Regions from separate parts of the Ovis aries genome. Here all the other regions are linked to region 2. The links are chromatin contacts, called in public Hi-C maps. All regions are on one chromosome and are shown on one strand. The core of a region is the stretch at or near the end of the contact, and the rest is flanking DNA. Distances in the headings are between cores, read along the strand shown.

Region 1 (2,788 bases), core at 59-2,558, 210 kb before region 2:
GGAGAAAAAGTGAGGGGTAGTCTGGTGACCTCAAAAAGACATCAAAGCGCGAGACAAGCTGGCACAGATATATGGAGGAAAAGAAGGCGGACGGGGCGCAGAGCTGCGGGCTCTGGGGCTGCAGCCGGGCGTCGCGGAGGCCAGAACCCAAGGGGGCAAGGAAAGAAAAGCAAAGGCGGCCGGAAGGGAATGGAACAGGAGGGAGTGGAGGCCAACGCCGAGGAAAACGAGAAGAGCTCCTGAAGCGTGGAGATGCCCAGTGGGGATCGGGGTGTGGATCGAGGGGGAGGGGGTGGCTGGAATACAAAGAAGCTGGAAACTGATGTGGGGTCGCAGCCCTTCGGTAATAAGAGGGGAAGGTGGAGGATGCCAATCCCGAGGAAACGAGAAGAGCTCCTGAAGCGCGGGGATCTGGGTGTGTGGGGGGCGGTGGGGGTGAGGAGAGGCTGGAATACAAAGAAGCTGGAAACTGATGGGGTCGCAGCCCTTCGGTAGTAACATGGGGACGTGGAGGTTCGGGGCGCAAGAGGGTCCAATGACCTTCGGGAGAAGCATTTGGTAGCGCAAAGCGGAGAAATCCTGGGAGCTGAGGGAAGGGTCTGGTCTGAGAAGAGGGAGCTGGGAAAAAAAAACAAAGGAAAAACCCGAGGTCCCCCGAGGGAGGGAACGCCGGCAAGGCCCCCTGGCCTTCTCCGGGGCAGAGGGCGACCGGGGGGCGGACTCACAGCGGATGGTGTGGAAGGAGGCCCGCGGCCGCTTCTCGAAGCTCTCCCCGAGCCGCAGGCAGTGCTCCTCGCGGTCCAGCAGCGGGTTGGCCGTCCCGTTCATGGCCCCGCACGGGCCTCGCGCCCGCCCGGGCGCCCTCCTGGCGCGGCCCCGGCCCGAGCCGCCGGCGCCGGCGTCCGGAGGAGCCGCGCTTCCGGGACAGCGCTCGGGGGCGCGCGGGGAGCCGAGCCGGCGCCCACCCGCGCAGGCCGGAAACGAGCTCGGGCCTGCGCGTCTGGGCGGGGGACGACTCCGAGCAGACCCGACGGCGGAACTTCCGGCGCCGAGGAGGGACGTCCGGGCCCGCAGCGGAAGTAGAGGGGGCGGTGCCATGGCCGAAGGTCTTTGCCGCCGGGAGAATCCGGATTCGAGGTCTCTCTGCGGGGCGGGGGTGGGTGTTGGCCAGGCGAAGGGTTTTGGTTTTGTTTTGTTTTGTTTTTTTTTTTTTCCCCGCGGTGGCTCCCAAGTTCTGCTTCTGAGGCTGCGCCTGGCTGGGGGCTCAGCGCGCCCGGCCCCACCCTTCAGGGGAACCTAGGAACTGCTGACTGGGGCGCCCGGCGCGCGGTGGACTAGGCTCACGCGGGTCGCCGCCGCCCCTCGCGGCTGGGCGGCCCGGCTCATCCGCAGGGTCCTGGCGGCCCCACTCTCCGCGTCCCTGAGCCTCTTTTTCGTCCCTTTCGCGCGCCCAGGGCGGCGCGAGGGCCTCAGTTCCCGAAAGGGACGCGCCCTGGGGTTCATGAGACAGACTCAGGCCACCCGGGCGTAGTAGCTCCGTTTTCCCCGAAAAACGCCGTCTCTCGCGTCCTTGGCGACGGTGACCGACCGCCTGGGGCTTGGACAGCCGTCGTGGTTGTTTTTAAAGACACCCCCGTTTCACGGACACCGAACCCTGAGGAACCGTAAGGTTTCTCAGTCAGTTCTTGAGAGTGACTTTTTTTCCTGACTGAAAGCGGCTTACTGACTGTTCGGGTTGGAATTAAGCCTTTCTGTGCGTGAGAGCCCTGGCCGCTGGATGTCAGCCCCCTGCAGGCGGGGGTCTGTGTCTTGCTCTTTGTGACCTCTTCTGTAGTGGGGTAGGGCTTTGTGTAGGGTCAGCATCTAGTAAATGTTTGCGGAATTGAAATGTTAAGTGAAAGAACTAATCAAGAACCGCTAACTGAGCATCTTAAAAAAAAAAACCTGTTCTAGAACCTCCCACCGGAATGTCTTTTTCTTTCCTGCGAAGTATCCGATGGCTGCTTCAGGCTTGAACCCAGCCTGAGGGACCACATCTGAGAGGACCCTGCCTGTGTCTGTGGTATCCACTTGAAGTCCTCAGGTTGCTGAGGAATGGGCCATCTCCAGCAGTGTTAAATGTTCAGCATATGACCATCCACGTAGGAGATGGCTGCTTTGCAAAGGAGAGGGCTGCAGACAAGGATTCTCAGCTCTGAAGAAGAGGAGAAACTGAAGAGAGACCAAGCTTTAGTGTCTGATTTTAAACAGCAGAAACTGGAAAAAGAGGCTCAGAAGAACTGGGACCTTTTTTACAAAAGAAACAGCACTAATTTCTTCAAAGATAGACACTGGACCACCAGAGAGTTTGAGGAGCTCAGATCATGTAGAGAGGTAAACTAATACTGCACCTTGTTCGAGCGATTCTTCATTTAAAATGTGTAGAAGAGGGGTGTTTTATTGGATTCCCAGGGCGAGTGTGAGGTAGAAAATTTACGAAACCTGTCAAAGGCTTCATGAATTTTTGTAGCTTAGATATACACTGTCTCAAATAGTTTTAGCAGTTGCTGAGTTGTAAAATACAGAGGAGAGAGGACTTGAGTGGGCATTTTCTGTTTCTTTAAAGCGAATCTGAAAATTGTAAATATTGAGTTCACACTGAATGATTTCAGTGACAGGTTCATAATGATAATGGAGATGAATGCTTCACCACAGCCCTTCACATGAACTTAACAGTAGTGTTCTGTAATTTAAACCTTAAAGTAACATGTTGAAGTTTAGCGTTAGGGTTATTCCCACTTGCTGATGA
Region 2 (2,996 bases), core at 307-2,806:
TACTTTGCTCATTTCATTTACACTTGAAAGTGATTAACAAGGAATCCCAGAGAGAACAGCATGAAGACCGAAACCACTAAATATCTGAAACAGTTTACAGGAATAGAAACACCACCACTCTGCTGATTCTCTCCAGGAAGAGAACTCTTCATGACAACATGCATGTAATTCTACAGCAAACAAAAGGCACTGCACAGGATTTCCTTTCACTTTAGAAAAAGCTATTTCATATGGCACTATGTTTACTTAAGAACACTTGCCACTATTTCACAAAACTAATACAACACAGTCCTACTTTTAAAGAAATACCACCATTATGAAATTGTAAAGAAAAAAGTTCAAAAAGAATGGCTCTGAAACACAACCGAAGTCTCTAAACACAGGCTGTAAAATGAAGGCAATCAAACATTAATCTGAGAAAAAAAAAAATTACACATTATTGGTAGCATACAGGTTTACAGAAGAAAAATGACTACAACTGTATTTTCAAAGCCTGACATTCTTCCTAAAAGAAAAGGTGACGGTCTTTAGAGGATACAGCTCCCTCCACCGGAGTGGGGATGGGCCACGACTGGGGCTGGAGAGGTGTGCGTCTGCAAATCCTCAGAACTGGGGCGCAGACAGTGGACCGGGGGGGAGGGGGCGGGCTCTAATTCTGGCCTCAGCCATTTATCCAAAAGAAATATCACAGAAACGTGTAAAGCATTAGCTACAAGGATATTATGATGCTGAAGAAACAGAATGCACATTAAAATGGCCAGGAGACTCTGTAAAGAAACGACGGCATATCCACATAATGGGATACTATGCATCTAGCCCTTAATATTATCATTGATAACAAAGTCATACCGGGAAACTTTTAAAAAATTCGTAATTTTCTTAAAAGTTCAAATGAAATGAACAGGTTTAAAAAAAGCACAGACAATCTGACCCCAGTTTCTTTTTCAAAAAGGATGAGTACACAGACACTGTGGGGGATGGAGACGTGCGGAAGTCAAGCACCAGGACGCGCAATGCTTTCTTCTTCACTGACTCGCGGCGCTCTCCCGCGTGCTTCCGGCCCGTCTGTGGCGGCGAGCGCACGTCTGTGGAGCCGAGCGCCCGGCCCCGCCGTCGCCCTCATGAGCGTCGAGCCCGGGGATCGCCTCCGCCGCGGGGACCGAGCCCCCGACGGGCAGGCGCCTCAGCCCCGCCCCCGGCCCCGCCCCCAGCCCCGGCCCCGCCCCCGGCCCACCTTGTAGTAAAATACGGCCTCCGCGTAGCGGCCCTCCTGGTCGCGCTGCACGGCCCGCCGCGCGAACTGTACCGCGTCCCGCTCCAGCGCCGCCGAGTCCATGGCCACCCCGCGCCGGAACCCTCCTCGCGTCGCCGACCGCCGCTCGCCCAGGGGCCGCGAGAGGTCCCGGGTCGCGCAGAAGGCGAGCCGGAGCTCACTTCTGCCTCCTGAGGGAGGACGGCCAACAGCTCACCCCGGGCTCCCAGCCCACCGGCACCCTCGCGCCGCCGCTGCCGCCGCCGCCGCCGCCACACTCCCCGACCGGCCCACCGGCCACACTGCGCAGGCGCAGCCGGGCCCGCGCAGGTGTTCTGGGAGCCAAGGCGACTGAGGGAGGCCCCGGCTCGGCGGCGGGCGCGGGCGGTGGGCGGGGCCCGGCTGTTCCGCGCCGTGTGCACGTGACCACCAGGGCTCCGGGGATTGGGCAGGCCCAAGCGGCGCCACGTTGGCACCGCCGCGAGCTTCACCGACCTCTTGCCGGAACTGTGCGAGTGAGGACTGTTGCTGGCCAGACTTGGAGCGGGCGCGCATGCGCCTCAGGGAGCCTGGTCTCCAGTTCAGTTCAGTCGCTCGGTCGTGTCCGACTCTGCGACCCCATCAGTCGCAGCACGCCAGGGCTCCCTGTCTATCACCAACTCCTGGAGTTCACTCAGACTCACATCCATCGAGTTGGTGATGCCATCCAGCCATCTCATCCTCTGTCATCCCCTTCTCCTCCTGCCCCCAATCCCTCCCAGTATCAGTCTTTTCCAATGAGTCAACTCTTCGCATGAGGTGGCCAAAGTATTGGAGTTTCAGCTTTAGCATCATTCCTACTTAGTATCCAGGGAAGATGAGCTGCGCTTCCCGCCCTCATCTGAGCTGACTTTTTTAAATGAGGGAAGTGAAGTAAGGACAAAGGGTCCTTATAGTTATAGTTTTTATAAGGTTTCTAATCATGTGAGTCTTCATCTTGTGTACCTCCCCGAGTGTATGGTATTGGGTGAATTGTCGCAAGCAAGGTAATACATTTTCTTGTGTTCTTATGCTTAGGTTAACTTTAATGCTGTTGTCATGGCACAATTAGGTGATTATCTGATTAATTTCTTTCTCTCTTAAAGCTCTGACTTCAGCGATACTAATGAAGGAACTTCCCATTTGGTGGAGTGGATAAGAATCGGCCTGCCAGTGCAGGGGACACAGGGTGTATTGTTGTAGCCTCGCGTTCCAGGAAACAGACTCACCCAGAAGGACAATGCAGATAGTGGAGTGCAGTTGATCACACCAGTGGGCCCAAGGCAGAGTCTCCTCTTAGCCAAGAACCCCGAGCGACTTTTGTGAAAACCTTATATACCTTAGGTGTATTGCTCAAGCCCACATCCCCAGAGTCCTTAAACCTAGCCTGAAAAGTGTTAAAGGGAGATACAGTCAGGTCACAGCCATGATTCACAATCAGAAGGGTCAGCTGGTTATACATTGTAGCCTATACCAGTGGGTGCCATAAAGATTATAAAGGTTATTGACTACATAGGGGATTATTACATTCTTTTTGGTGATGGGGAATTTTAGTATGGAAACTGGTGTTTATCAGTCCAGGAGGCCGGTTCAGCCGTAGGTATGTTATGCCCGTGGCTACCAGGCACATAGTCCAAAGCTCACTGAAAGTGCAAGATGGAGGAGGTTCCTTCTTTTTCAAGATGGAGTCAGCACGGCCTGTTCCTCTCCTCTTTCAATAACACTG
Region 3 (3,151 bases), core at 210-2,709, 190 kb before region 2:
CTGATTCATTTGAAAAAAACCCTGATGCTGGGCAAGATTGAGGGCACGAGGAGAAGTGGATGACAGTGGATGAGATGGTTGGATGGCATCACCAACCAATGGGCATGAGTTTGGGCAAACTCCGGGAGTTGGTGATGAACAGGGAGGCCTGGCGTGCTGCGGTTCATGAGGTCGCAAAGAGTCAGACATGCCTGAGTGACTGAACTGAACTGAGCTGAGCAAACTCCAGGAGATGGTGAAGGACAGGGAGGCCTGGCGTGCTGCAGAGGGTGCAGGGTTGGACAGGACTGAGCGACTGGACAACATCATAGCATATGCAGCACTATATGGCACTATTAATCTCTTTTGAGTTTCTATGTCTACTGCATGCAACAGTTCTAACTGTGTTACGCTATTTAGAATATGAACATCTGGGTTTAAGTCCAGGACGCTGCATACACGTAGCCTGCTTCTTCAAGCCTTGGCCTTCATGCTTCTAGGACTGAGATCCTAATACTTGCAGCGTGGGACTGCTACCAGGACTAAGTGAGTGCTTTGTTTACTGTAGAGTTACAGTTAAGTTCTCGTTATTTCTGTTAGTTTTTATCGCCTAAGAAAATGACTTAATCTACACTCTTCAAGAAGGCTGTCAGTATTCGGTCCTACGGGACCCTTTGAAAGGGCCTGGGATTTGAATGAGCCACCACAAGGTGGCGCTAGACGCCAAATAGTCCCACTGGCCTTCCCCGGCCCCAGTCTTAATTGCAATTCAAGTGTGTCCATTTTTGTTGTCTTTGAAGAGGAAGGGCAAATCTTAGAAATATGTTTTCTAGGTCAACTTTAGCTCATAAGATCAATTTTTGCGTCACTGTGGGGATGAGAAAGGAAGGTGCTCTATCCAGCGTTCATTCTCCTTTGCCTACTTATGACAACATTGTTAGGCAGTGGACTCTGAAGCGGTCTGCAAGGCCTCTTCCTCATTCTCAGATGGTTCTGTGGACGTGCTTTTGTGCTTGTCTGGGTTTAAAGCAAGAGAGGGAACCGCAGCGTGGACCCTTGTTTCCCTCCCACGTTATTCAGTTAAACTTTGACAGCCTTTGGCTCCGTATTTCACAGTTGTCCATCAAGGGAGGGGAAATCGTGAAATAAATTATGTCCACCAAGAGAGAAAAACACTCCAGGAGCAAGTTTGCTGTTGAGGAACAAATATTTAACAGAAACTTAAATAGGCTCCACTACCAAAAGCAAAAATAAAATCAGCTGGTTTTTTTTCTTTTTCTTCATTTTTGCATTCTGCCCCTCTCCGATGTGTGACATTTCGCTGGATGGCGTTCAGTAGGCGCCAGCTGGACAGAGAGCCCCATGGGGTCCCTGTGGCTGAATCACAGGGTTGGGAGGGAGGAGAGTGCGGGCACGTGCTGAGGGGCAGCCCCAGCCAGGTCTTCACTAAGCCAGAGCAACAGAGAGGAACCCAAACCCGCAAGACACCAGAGGAAAGAGGAACAGGAAGAAAGATTACCGGAAACCTGAGTGCAGCAAGTGGCATCGCTTAGAAAGAGCATTTCCACACGTCCACAGCAGAAGCATCGTCTGCTGCGGTCTGGGATGGCCGCAGAGATGAGAACGTGGCCCACATCTCCTCCAGGATATCTTACCAAGCACATCGGGAAGAATATCAAAACTAGACAATTCCCAGAGGAATTATAACTGCTAAAAATACGGTCAACTCTATTGAATCACAGCAAGATCCTCTGTGACTCACCTCCCAACGTAATGGAAATAAAAAGAAAAATAAACAAGTGGGACTTAATTAGCTTTTGCACAGCCTAGGAAACTACAAACAGGGTGAAAAGATAACCCTCAGAGTGGGAGAAAATGAATAATGAATGAAACAACTGAAGAAGGATTAATCTCTAAAATATGCGAGCAGCTCATAAAACTGAATACCAGAAAAACAGCCCAACAGAAAGTGGGCAAAAAGACCTAAACAGACTTTTCTCCAAAGAAGACATACAAATGGCTAATAAACACATGAGAAGATGCTCAACATGGCTCATTAGAGAAATGCAATTCAAAACTATAAAGAGATATCACCTCACACCGGTCACAATGGCCAAAAAGAAGCACAAATAATAAATGCTGGAGAGGGTGTGGAGAAAAGGGAACCCTCTTGGACTGTTGGTTGGAATATAAACTGATACAGCCGCTATGGAAGATGATATGGAGATTCCTAAACAAGCTGAGAGTAGGACTTCACTTTCTCTTTGCACTTTCATGCATTGGAGAAGGAAATGTCAGCCCACTCCAGCGTTCTTGCCTGGAGACTCCCAGGGCCGGGGGAGCCTGGTAGGCTGCTGTCTATGGGCACGACTGAAGCGACTTAGCAGCAGCAGCAGCAGAACTACCATAGAACCCAGCAGTCCCACTACTTGGCATATACTCTGAGGAAACCGAAACTGAAAAAGGCGCGTGTGCCCCAGTGTCCATTGCAGCACTACTTACAACAGCTAGGACATGGAAGCGACCTAGATGTCCATCAACAGGTGACTGGATAAAGAAGTGTGGTGTATACACAACGGAATATTACTCAGCCACAAAAAGGAACACAGTTGAGTCAGTTCCAATGGGGTGGAAGAACCTAGAGCCTCTTATACAGAGTGAAGTAAGTCAGAAAGAGGAAGACTGCCATCCTATATAAATGCATGTGTATGGGATCTGGGAAGATGATACTGATGAACCTATTTACAGGGCAACAGTGGAGACGCAACTTATGGACACGGGTGGGGGGAAAGCGGGGAGGGATGAATGGAGAGACTGACATGGAAGCACACACACAGATAACCAATGGGGGCTTGCTGTGTGACCCAGGGAACTCAAGCCGGGGCTCTGTGACAACCTAGAGGGGTGGGAAGGGGGGGGGGGGGGGGGGGGGGTCCAGAGGGAGGGGACGCGTGCGCCTATGGCTGACTCACGCTGTTGTGTGGCAGAGATCAACACAATTCACTGAAGCAGTTTTCCTTCAATTAAAAATAAATAAGTTTGGAAACAAAAAAAATACATAGTCAACTCTAATTAGAAATAATCATAAGTAAATTAAGGCTCCTTTTTCCTATGAAAGGAATAAAGCTTGAGAAAAAAAGCTCCATGCTGGTAAATAAATAAACGTTCAGAC

The links. A called contact is a pair of places that touch in the nucleus more often than the background predicts.
Region 1: a contact with region 2 is called in a Hi-C map of hypothalamus, with 2.8 times the contacts expected there. The contact joins the promoter of EAF1 here to the promoter of CAPN7 in region 2. A contact is called at or near these places in 4 of 16 Hi-C or Micro-C datasets (blood, hypothalamus, omental adipose tissue and 1 more).
Region 3: a contact with region 2 is called in a Hi-C map of blood, with 4 times the contacts expected there. The contact joins the enhancer-like site here to the promoter of CAPN7 in region 2. A contact is called at or near these places in 9 of 16 Hi-C or Micro-C datasets (blood, hypothalamus, liver and 4 more).

Annotation. Positions count from the first base shown.
Region 1 is chr1:273,471,324-273,474,111 of ARS-UI_Ramb_v3.0, reverse strand. EAF1 (ELL associated factor 1) reads right to left here and starts at 1,308. Exons shown (of 6, transcript XM_027961866.3): 1 at 726-1,308. The coding sequence starts at 1,098. It overlaps METTL6 (methyltransferase 6, tRNA N3-cytidine), which reads left to right and starts at 1,082. Exons shown (of 4, transcript XM_012105347.4): 1 at 1,082-2,373. The coding sequence starts at 2,149.
Region 2 is chr1:273,257,362-273,260,357 of ARS-UI_Ramb_v3.0, reverse strand. CAPN7 (calpain 7) reads right to left here and starts at 1,556. Exons shown (of 19, transcript XM_042238561.1): 1 at 1,235-1,556. The coding sequence starts at 1,336.
Region 3 is chr1:273,449,164-273,452,314 of ARS-UI_Ramb_v3.0, reverse strand. No RefSeq gene overlaps it. Among named protein-coding and RNA genes, the nearest start is that of EAF1, 22 kb to the left of the region's middle. Within about 2 kb of position 1,459, at least 12 of the 54 cell types and tissues checked have an H3K27ac peak or open chromatin away from gene starts, as enhancers often do. A contact at or near this core is called in tail adipose tissue, where this site is marked.